3 separate regions of the Mus musculus genome follow, and all the other regions are linked to region 1. The links are chromatin contacts, called in public Hi-C and promoter capture Hi-C maps. All regions are on one chromosome and are shown on one strand. Each heading gives the region's core, a stretch centred on a gene start, on an enhancer-like site or on the middle of the called end of the contact. The rest is flanking DNA. Distances are from core to core; before and after follow the strand shown.

What was found. Promoter capture Hi-C pulls out the DNA fragments that hold promoters and counts their contacts. Hi-C and Micro-C count contacts between places; a contact is called where the count stands out from the background.
Region 2: a promoter capture Hi-C map of pre-B cells shows a contact between it and region 1. The contact joins the promoter of Uchl5 here to the enhancer-like site in region 1. A contact is called at or near these places in 8 of 39 promoter capture datasets (3T3-L1-derived adipocytes, the C10 cell line, cranial neural crest and 5 more), 11 of 115 datasets of contacts at active chromatin or transcription factors (the 230-238 cell line, CD8 T cells, bone marrow-derived macrophages and 8 more) and 3 of 9 other capture datasets (adipose tissue, liver and pancreatic islet).
Region 3: a Hi-C map of bone marrow-derived macrophages shows a contact between it and region 1, with 36 read pairs. The contact joins two enhancer-like sites. A contact is called at or near these places in 2 of 15 datasets of contacts at CTCF or cohesin (the NIH/3T3 cell line and large pre-B cells), 18 of 484 Hi-C or Micro-C datasets (the HPC-5 cell line, LSK cells, the STO cell line and 11 more) and 3 of 115 datasets of contacts at active chromatin or transcription factors (the HPC-7 cell line, bone marrow-derived dendritic cells and microglia).

The regions. Positions count from the first base shown.
Region 1 is chr1:143,983,855-143,986,530 of GRCm38.p6, reverse strand. All of the region lies in intron 2 of Gm41964 (a long non-coding RNA gene), which reads right to left. Among named protein-coding and RNA genes, the nearest start is that of Rgs2, 19 kb to the left of the region's middle. Within about 2 kb of position 1,375, at least 19 of the 459 cell types and tissues checked have an H3K27ac peak or open chromatin away from gene starts, as enhancers often do. A contact at or near this core is called in bone marrow-derived macrophages, microglia and pre-B cells, where this site is marked.
Region 2 is chr1:143,775,944-143,778,619 of GRCm38.p6, reverse strand. It overlaps Uchl5 (ubiquitin carboxyl-terminal esterase L5), which reads right to left and starts at 1,342. Exons shown (of 11, transcript NM_019562.2): 1 at 1,144-1,342. The coding sequence starts at 1,219. Ro60 (Ro60, Y RNA binding protein) reads left to right here and starts at 1,569. Exons shown (of 9, transcript NM_013835.2): 1 at 1,569-1,699.
Region 3 is chr1:143,812,797-143,815,472 of GRCm38.p6, reverse strand. No RefSeq gene overlaps it. Among named protein-coding and RNA genes, the nearest start is that of Uchl5, 37 kb to the right of the region's middle. Within about 2 kb of position 1,367, at least 34 of the 459 cell types and tissues checked have an H3K27ac peak or open chromatin away from gene starts, as enhancers often do. A contact at or near this core is called in bone marrow-derived macrophages and microglia, where this site is marked.

The DNA.
Region 1 (2,676 bases), core at 126-2,625:
CATGTCCCACTTATCTGTCCACTGACATTTTACGTCTTACTGACGTAAGAGAGCAAAGAAAGTCCTAGGTCAATCAAGCACTTCTCACATACACCAATGGAAACCTCAGAGGGTGAGTTACAGCAGAGCTGAGAGATCTCTTTTGTAGGTCTCCTAGGCTCCCTGACAATATTCTTTGCGCTTTTGTTTGTGGAAATCATTAGTGTTCTGTTAGTATGCTTCAAATGGTTTCATCTGATAGTCAAAAAGAATCTAGATTTAGAAACAAAGGTGGGAATGGAATGACAAATAAGGGACTAAATGATAGTCCAAGACGAATGGTAATTAAGCTCTGGATCTGCAACATTCCAACCCCTCCACAAACATGGACATCTTATCAGTTCATCAGCTTTGCAGAAGGTTCAGTTGAAGGTGTAATTTCTGAAAACTTTTGTTCAACGGGAAAAACACACCTTAATTATTAAGAAGGTTATTATCACTAACCCGAAATTCCATTCTGAGGAATAATGACAGCTGAAGCTGAAATGGGTCGAAAGAAAAGGAGTAACAAAGGTCAGAGGAGGGCTCAATGAGGCGCAAAAGTGGCATCAAGGGTCCAAAAAGCTCGCTAAGAGATCAACAAGCTGGAAGTGCCGTAAGTTAACTATGTAGAGGGTTAAAGGTGACACACTACGAAAATCTATATGTGGCATCTAGCCACACATATCTACAGATATTAGTCTGATAGGAGTCCGAAGATTCGACAACAGACATGCAATGGACTATTTCTTAAATTCACAAACTACCCAAGTTCCCTCAAGAAAAAAATAGATAATCTCAAGTCTTGCATCTGTTAAAAACTGATTTCATATGCAAAAAATCACCTCCATGCATAAACTCCATGCATAAATCTGACTGGGCCTCTGGCAAGTTGCATCAAACATCAAGGAAGAAATAATGCCAAATTTACATAAAGTCTTTCCGGCGTTTTCATTTTGACTTTCAAATGCATATAACACACCGGGAAGTTCTGACACTGTGTGAGGCTTTTTCCTCACGGTGACAAATAGCTGAAGGACACCATTTTAAAGAGGAATGATTTAGTTTTGCTCAGTTGCAGAGAATTTCATTCGTCACCCTTGGCTCCATTGCTTCAGGGTCTCTGGTGAGTCAAGGTGTCAAGGTAGGAGCTTCAGGGTCTGTGGATGAGTCAGGAAGGCATGGTAAAGGGCATTGTAGAGCAAAGCAGTCTCCTAGGAGTTAGGAAAAAGAAAGTAACAGGAGGAAGCCACAGACAAGAGTCAGGAAGGCATGGTAAAGGGCATTGTAGAGCAAAGCAGTCTCCTAGGAGTTAGGAAAAAGAAAGTAACAGGAGGAAGCCACAGACAAGAGGCTGCTTTCCCCGGTCACACACCCAGTAACCCACTTCCTCCAACTAGGCTCCATCTTCCACATTTCCTTCACCCCCCACCAATAGGCTATTCAGATTTTAAATCCATGAGTGGATTAACCCACTGACCTAGGTAAAACCATTAGGATTTACACATTTCTCCAAAGCTCCATTTCTGAATGTTTGCACTGGGGCCTAATTCTTTAATATACTTTAGATTCAAATATAACAGACAGCAAAACATGAACAAATGCTTTATAAGATGAATTATGGAGGTGGGAATGGTGGGTGCATGCCTGAGATCTAGCATGCAAAGTGACGAAGCAGTAGGGTGGCAAGTTTGAATAAATGACCCATCTGGGGGCTCCTGTCTGCAATCCTAGTACTTGGTAGGCTGAAGCAAAGGATTACAGCAAGGTAAAGGCCAATCTGGCCTATAGAGAGAATTCCAGATAAGCCTGGGATTGGCCTACAGTCAGACACTATTGAAAGAAAGAGATGGAGAAAGGAAGGGATGGAAGAAAAAGAGGAAGGCAGGGAAGCAAGGAAGGAGTCAGGAAAGCAAGGAGGAGGCAGGGAGGAAGAGAGGGACATCTCCTTCCTCCTGGGATCAAGAGAAGGACTAGGAAATCCACTCTTGCCTACCTGTGGCTGCTCAAATGAGAAAATCTAAATAAAAGGTACCCAACTATCTCCTCCTGAAGTTAACATGATATAGAATCATCTATAGAATCTCAAGGGCTATGCCTAAAAAGAGCATAGCACAAAGGATCCAGTCAGTAAAAAGGGTTCAGGCTACAGCACTAATATGTACAAATCAGTTTTATTAATTTCTCTTAGTACCCTGCAATAAGAAACTAAAACAAAAAACAAAGATCATGACGGACAGTGTTTTGGAGATCGAGACACTGTGAACTACTGAGGAAATTAAAAGGGATGTAAGTGGATAAAAAAAATCCACACGTGTGTAGGAGGCACAGCCTAGAGTAAGCATTGGAGACACCATAACTGTTGAGCAAGGTCTGCCTTCTTCAACTGAAAGAAGACTAATGCCTCATCACCTGGAATGCTGTGTGAATGGGGTTAAACAACCTGGCGATCCTTTGCTGTATTAGGAGCGGGGTCTCCACCTGAATTTCCCCAAATCCTGAAAATTGTTTAGTCCCTAATCGTGGACTTTGTCTCTTAGTGAACAGAACTCCTTCTTGGGGAGGAAGTCCAATGTACTTTGCATCCTGCATCGATAGATTCCATCTTTATGGATTATTTACAAATCCTTCCTAGTTCTGAGTACTGTTTGCCACTCA
Region 2 (2,676 bases), core at 93-2,592, 210 kb after region 1:
CACCATATTTTAGTTACTTTGCTGGCTGCTCCATAAGCTACCTTTAGGTAACCACACTAGATCATGCTTCCTTTTGCCCAGCTCCTCTGTGATCTACACAGTTAAAACAATTTCTGTATACTCTTAAACGTAAACCAACATGTTATTCTAGATTGACTCTCAGTTCTTCAGACCAGCATTCCGATTATTCACATTAAAATTTCCAACTCCGTAACTGTATGCCCGAAGTACAGTTGAACATATGTTACGCAATGCTCGAAATATTCAGCCATGTACAGTACACAAAATCTACATTAAGGTTTGCTATATTTTGGGTACACATTTTAACAAAACAGTTAAAAACAATATCTTAGAAAAAATCAAAATGAAAATGGAGGGAAAAAAAAACTCCCCCAAAACGTTGGGAACACGAGGAAGGATAAACTGTCCTATTGGTTGAGTAGTACGGAAGGAAATAAAGTCAGAGAGAAATTCAGAGCTAAGCATGTGGCCTCTGAGCAAAAGCACTACCTCGAGAAAACTCAACTTCACAGGAAGTCAAAAAAGGAGGGAGTAAAAGAATTGCGGGAAGTAGAGTGCAGACCCGCGTAGACGGTTATCTGTGGAGGTCCGGAAGAGGTGCCCACATACGAAAGGTGAAAGTTCTGCTTTTGGGAAACTAGAATCTCGAGTTTCTGGGCGGCTGGAGCCTCAGACACCACCCGGGGAAACACACGCCCTAGACCGGCTGCTCCGCAGGACCGACAGCCTGAGCGATGCACCTGACCACACTGGAGACAGGGAGGCTCCGCAGGGAAGGGACAGTGGAAAGGACAAGAGAAGCGCGGAGGAGATGATGAGGGAGGGAGACAGGGAAGGAGGACGCTCGAGGCAATTCAAGTGTCCGAGTCCCAAGTCCGGAGAACACAGCAGTGCACAGGCAGAGGGACTCCTTCCCCTCGTGGTGTGGCTCCCAAGATCACTGCGGAGACGCGGCCGCCCCGGGCCGAGGACGCGGCAGAAGCCCTACTTTCCACACACGCCGACTCCAGTCCCTGAAGTCACTTCTCCGACGCCGGGCGTCGGTGGCGGCAGGTGACCGCCTGGCCCAACGCGGGCCTCCTCCCGGAACCCCCGGCCCAGGACGGTCCCCCTGGTGCTCACCGAATCCTTTAATGAGCTCGGTGAAGACCCCGGGGTCGCTTTCCATGAGACACCACTCCCCGGCATTGCTCGACATGGTCCCCGACCACACACACACCGCCCCGCTTCCACCTCGCGCTCTCCGGAGCCCCGCAGCACAAGCTGCCACCGGCCGCAGACCTCAGCAAAACCCGCCGCCGAGCGTCAACCCCACGTCACCCCGCCTACTTCCCGACAGCCTCCGGGCGCCGTCACCTGCCGCGCGCCGGAGCACAGAAGGACGCTCTAGCCACCCGGGAGACGTCGAAACGCCTCTCCTGCCTCTCAGGATCCGTAGCGCCCTCTGCCGGGCCGGAGAAGTAGCGGGGCCTCGGAGCGCCGGAGGGAGGCACATCCGGGACCCTTGGCACCCCAGAGCTGGGGCGGGGCGATGGAAGGGGCGGGGCTCGAGACGGGGCGGGGCGGGGCTCGCTCCGACCCGAACCTGGAGCTGTCCTCGCCCTTTCGGGCCGCCTCCTATTCCTGGTGCGACGCAGGCTTTCTGTAGGCGCCGCGGGTCCTGAGCATCACCTTCCAGGTAAAGGTGGGTCACTGCAGGCCTGCTGCGGGCCGGGGAACCGCGTTTTGGGCAGTCCCAGCGATCCTGGGCACTTGAGGGCTGGCCGGTGCGCACTCTCTTCCAGCCGCATCCCAGCGTCAGAGGCCAGGCAAAGCCTTCGCCGCCTCTGTGCTCCGGCACCCGCCGGAGGAGAGCATGGACCGACTTCGCATCTGAACATTTCGAACCTGGCCTAGTTGCTCCGGGAGGATGGAATCTTGGGGAACTCAGGTCAACTCTCCCACTTGCAAAGCTCCTGGCGAGCGAACGTGCCAAGGCCCCTTTTCACTCTTTTCTCTCTTCCTGCGGCTTTGGCATAGAGGCGTTGTCTCGGATACCGGTTTGGGAAGGAGCTTTGTGGGAAGACCGAAAGGAAATTATCTTAGAGGAATAATAATCAAGGAAGGGAGAAAGATTTCTCGTCCAAGGGATGAGAGACTCATGTATCGGGATGAAGTGCCTTACGGAAAAATGCGCACCATCCCTCTCCCGCCACCCCTCCCCCCTTAATAGTGCATTATTTTAAAAACACTTGAAATGGTTTTGATGAATAGAACAAAAAATAGCTATTTGTAATTAATACTTATCATTCTTCGGAGGTGGTTTTATTCATCATTTCATAAAAGTATGTTCCAAGGAAGGCTTTTGGCTTCCACAGGAAAAATTTTTGCTCAGAGCATCCTACCATGGTGACATCTTGCCACAGTTCCTCAATACTTTTCATTGCATCGCCCTTAATGGAGTTGATATTTTCATTACCTTTGTGTATGGCATATCCATTTGAACCTGGGATCCTGGCTTTGTAAAGTATTATAGCTTCATTACTGTAAAATTAGCCTTGGCTTTTATTTTTAAAGAAACTGCGTATTTGCTTGACTTCTCAGGGTGAAAAAAAAAAAGTTAGCCTTTCCAAATTACATGAAATATTGGCTTAATGTTTGTGTAAATTGAAGGAA
Region 3 (2,676 bases), core at 118-2,617, 170 kb after region 1:
TCTATACGCCTTTCTATATTTATGTTCTATCTTTTCAATTCACCCTTCACAGTTCATCCTCATTTCTTTAATTTTCAAGTTGATGAGACGCCCATCATTAGCTTCAAATGTAAATAAAGCTTAGGAGACACAATTTTACTTAATGCCTATCTTGAGTTCAAATTGAAATGTAGGAAATGTCCCTGTCATCTCTCCCCTCGTCCCCTCCTTTATCAAATAAGCTGTTAACATACACTCAAAAAAGACGAAAAAAAAATCCTTCATAGTAATGTTTACAGTGTGGCCACAAAGCATCACTATAAATGGTGCTCTGAGTGGAACTGAATCTTATAAACATTTATTCAAACTACAGCAACATTATTTGCGCTTATGAGGCTAAGTGCCTCTTATACACTGGTCTGTCACATGCATAGGAAAGTTACTTATGCTGATGCTGTCCCTCTGGAGAAGTTATACTCTACTGAGTATTACAATCCCACAGGTTTCACACACAAGCTCCAAAAGCAGTTGAGGAAACAATGTCTTCACTCAGAGTAGCTAATAAATTAATTAATAATAAATTAATGAAAAAATGAATGAGTAGAAGTTGTGGCAGCAGAGCTTCATGTCTTTTCTGCTGTGAGGATGGTCTTGTGACATCTTGTATCTTAATATCTATTGACTCTCACATGCTTGTTGATTCTAACAATGGGCCTTAGAATTGTCTACCTTTATTTAAAGGTGTATCCAGAAGGAATTTGATTTTCATTTTTTAGTGAGAACATTTTGAAAGACACTGTTAAGGTTAGATGTAAAAGCTTGGCATACTGACTCATGACTATAGTAATCCCAGCAACTAGGAGTCTGAGGCAGGAGAATTGCTGGGAATTCAAAGCCAGCCTGGGTTTGAATAGCAAGTCCCAGGTCTGTATGAGCTACAAAGAGTAAGACCCTGTTCTCAAGAGAAAAAAAAAAAAAAACTGTCCGGTGGGCAGGTGGAAGAAGCCTGCCTTTTCCTACCCACAGCAGGAACCACTATGAGCAACTATATGATGGAGAGATGAGAAAGAGAAGATGAAGAGTTTGTGCTCTGTGAAAAAAGGAAAAGGACGCACTGGAGACATGAGGGTGGTGAGGAACAGTCTGATATAAGTAGCCTTATATCACCTGCGGCCATGGTGATAAGCCAGCCTGTACTACCACTGAAAGCCATGTCTGGTTCCGTGGCCATGCAGAAACTGGGGTCTGGGTTAATGTCCATGGCCCATGTTATCACCAAAGGTCATGTGGAAGCCCCTGCTGCCTGAAGCCGTGTCGATGTCCAAGGGCTGTGCAGAGCTGGCCCACCCTTCACTTGCTGCAGTACTTGGGAGAGCTCCCCCTGGTGGTGCAGAGGTGCAGGAGAACCGGTAAGCTGTACCACCCGGGGCCCAGATCCAGGGCTTTGCATTGACTCCCCCCAACATCTATCCCATCTATGAACTGAACTGCTAGAGCACAGGAAGGAACTGGTACTATACATCCCAAGCTGCAGGATCTCCATGACACAAGACAATAACAGGATAACTTGAGATGTATCCCAGTGAGCATCCAGTATTGAGAGTATAGTAGAAACCCTGAACTAGACCGTGATTCAGTACAGTGAACATATGTAAGTAAAGTTGTTTAGGCAAATGGGTACACTGTGTGATACACAGTGACATACCACAGCTCCCAGGCAAGATGTTTGGGTTTTTTGTTTTGTTTGTTTGCTTGCTTGCTTGTTTTCTTTGGAGTGGGAGGTTGCAAAGGCAGAAGGCATATATGAAGGGGCAGGATTAGGGTGCATGATGGGAAATTAACAAAGAATCAAAAAAGTAGAGAAACAAACAGGAAAAAAGGAGACAAATGAAGTTGAACGGTTCTGTATAGAAATTCCTGTATACCATTTGGAACATAATGCTTATACCAACGATGCTTTTGTGCATCTATGATGGTGCTAGGAGCTTATGCATGCCAGACAAAGTCTAACTCTAGCTACATGCCCAACCTCTTTGTATCATTTTGAAAGTTAAAAATCAACAAAAATAACTTCTCCAAGACAATAATTACATTTATAAGCATATGTGGTTATTGAAAGAGAGAAAATAGAGATTCCCAAATATAGAGATAATCTCTTGCAAAAGGTGATTGTCCTAGTTTCATATCTGTTACTGTGATAAAACACCCTGGCAAAAAGGTGACTGAGTGGAAAAAGAGCTTATTTGGCTTACAATTCTAGATCACCTCAAATCATTTTGGGTAAATTAAGGCAAGAGACTGAGACATCTGATTATACCATATCAACAGTGAAGAGGAGAGAAGGAGAGAAAGAGAGAGAGACAGACAGACAGACAGACAGACAGACAGACCAATCCTGCCTGCTTGCTCACTAACTCATGGTCTAGCCTAGGGAATGGTGCCACCCACAGTGGGCTGGATCTTCTATCAATTAACAATCAAAACCATTTCCCAAAAATATAACCATAAGCCAATCTGATTAAAATAATTCCTTATTTGATGATCTCTTCTAAGGTGATTTTAGGTTATATCAAGTTGACAATTAAAACTAACCAGTAACTAATTTTTTTCCAAGTTTTTTTAAGTCTCCATGCTTACATTTAGACTCACCTATGAGGAAACAAGGCACAGAAGCATAGGGCACCTTTAAATAGATCG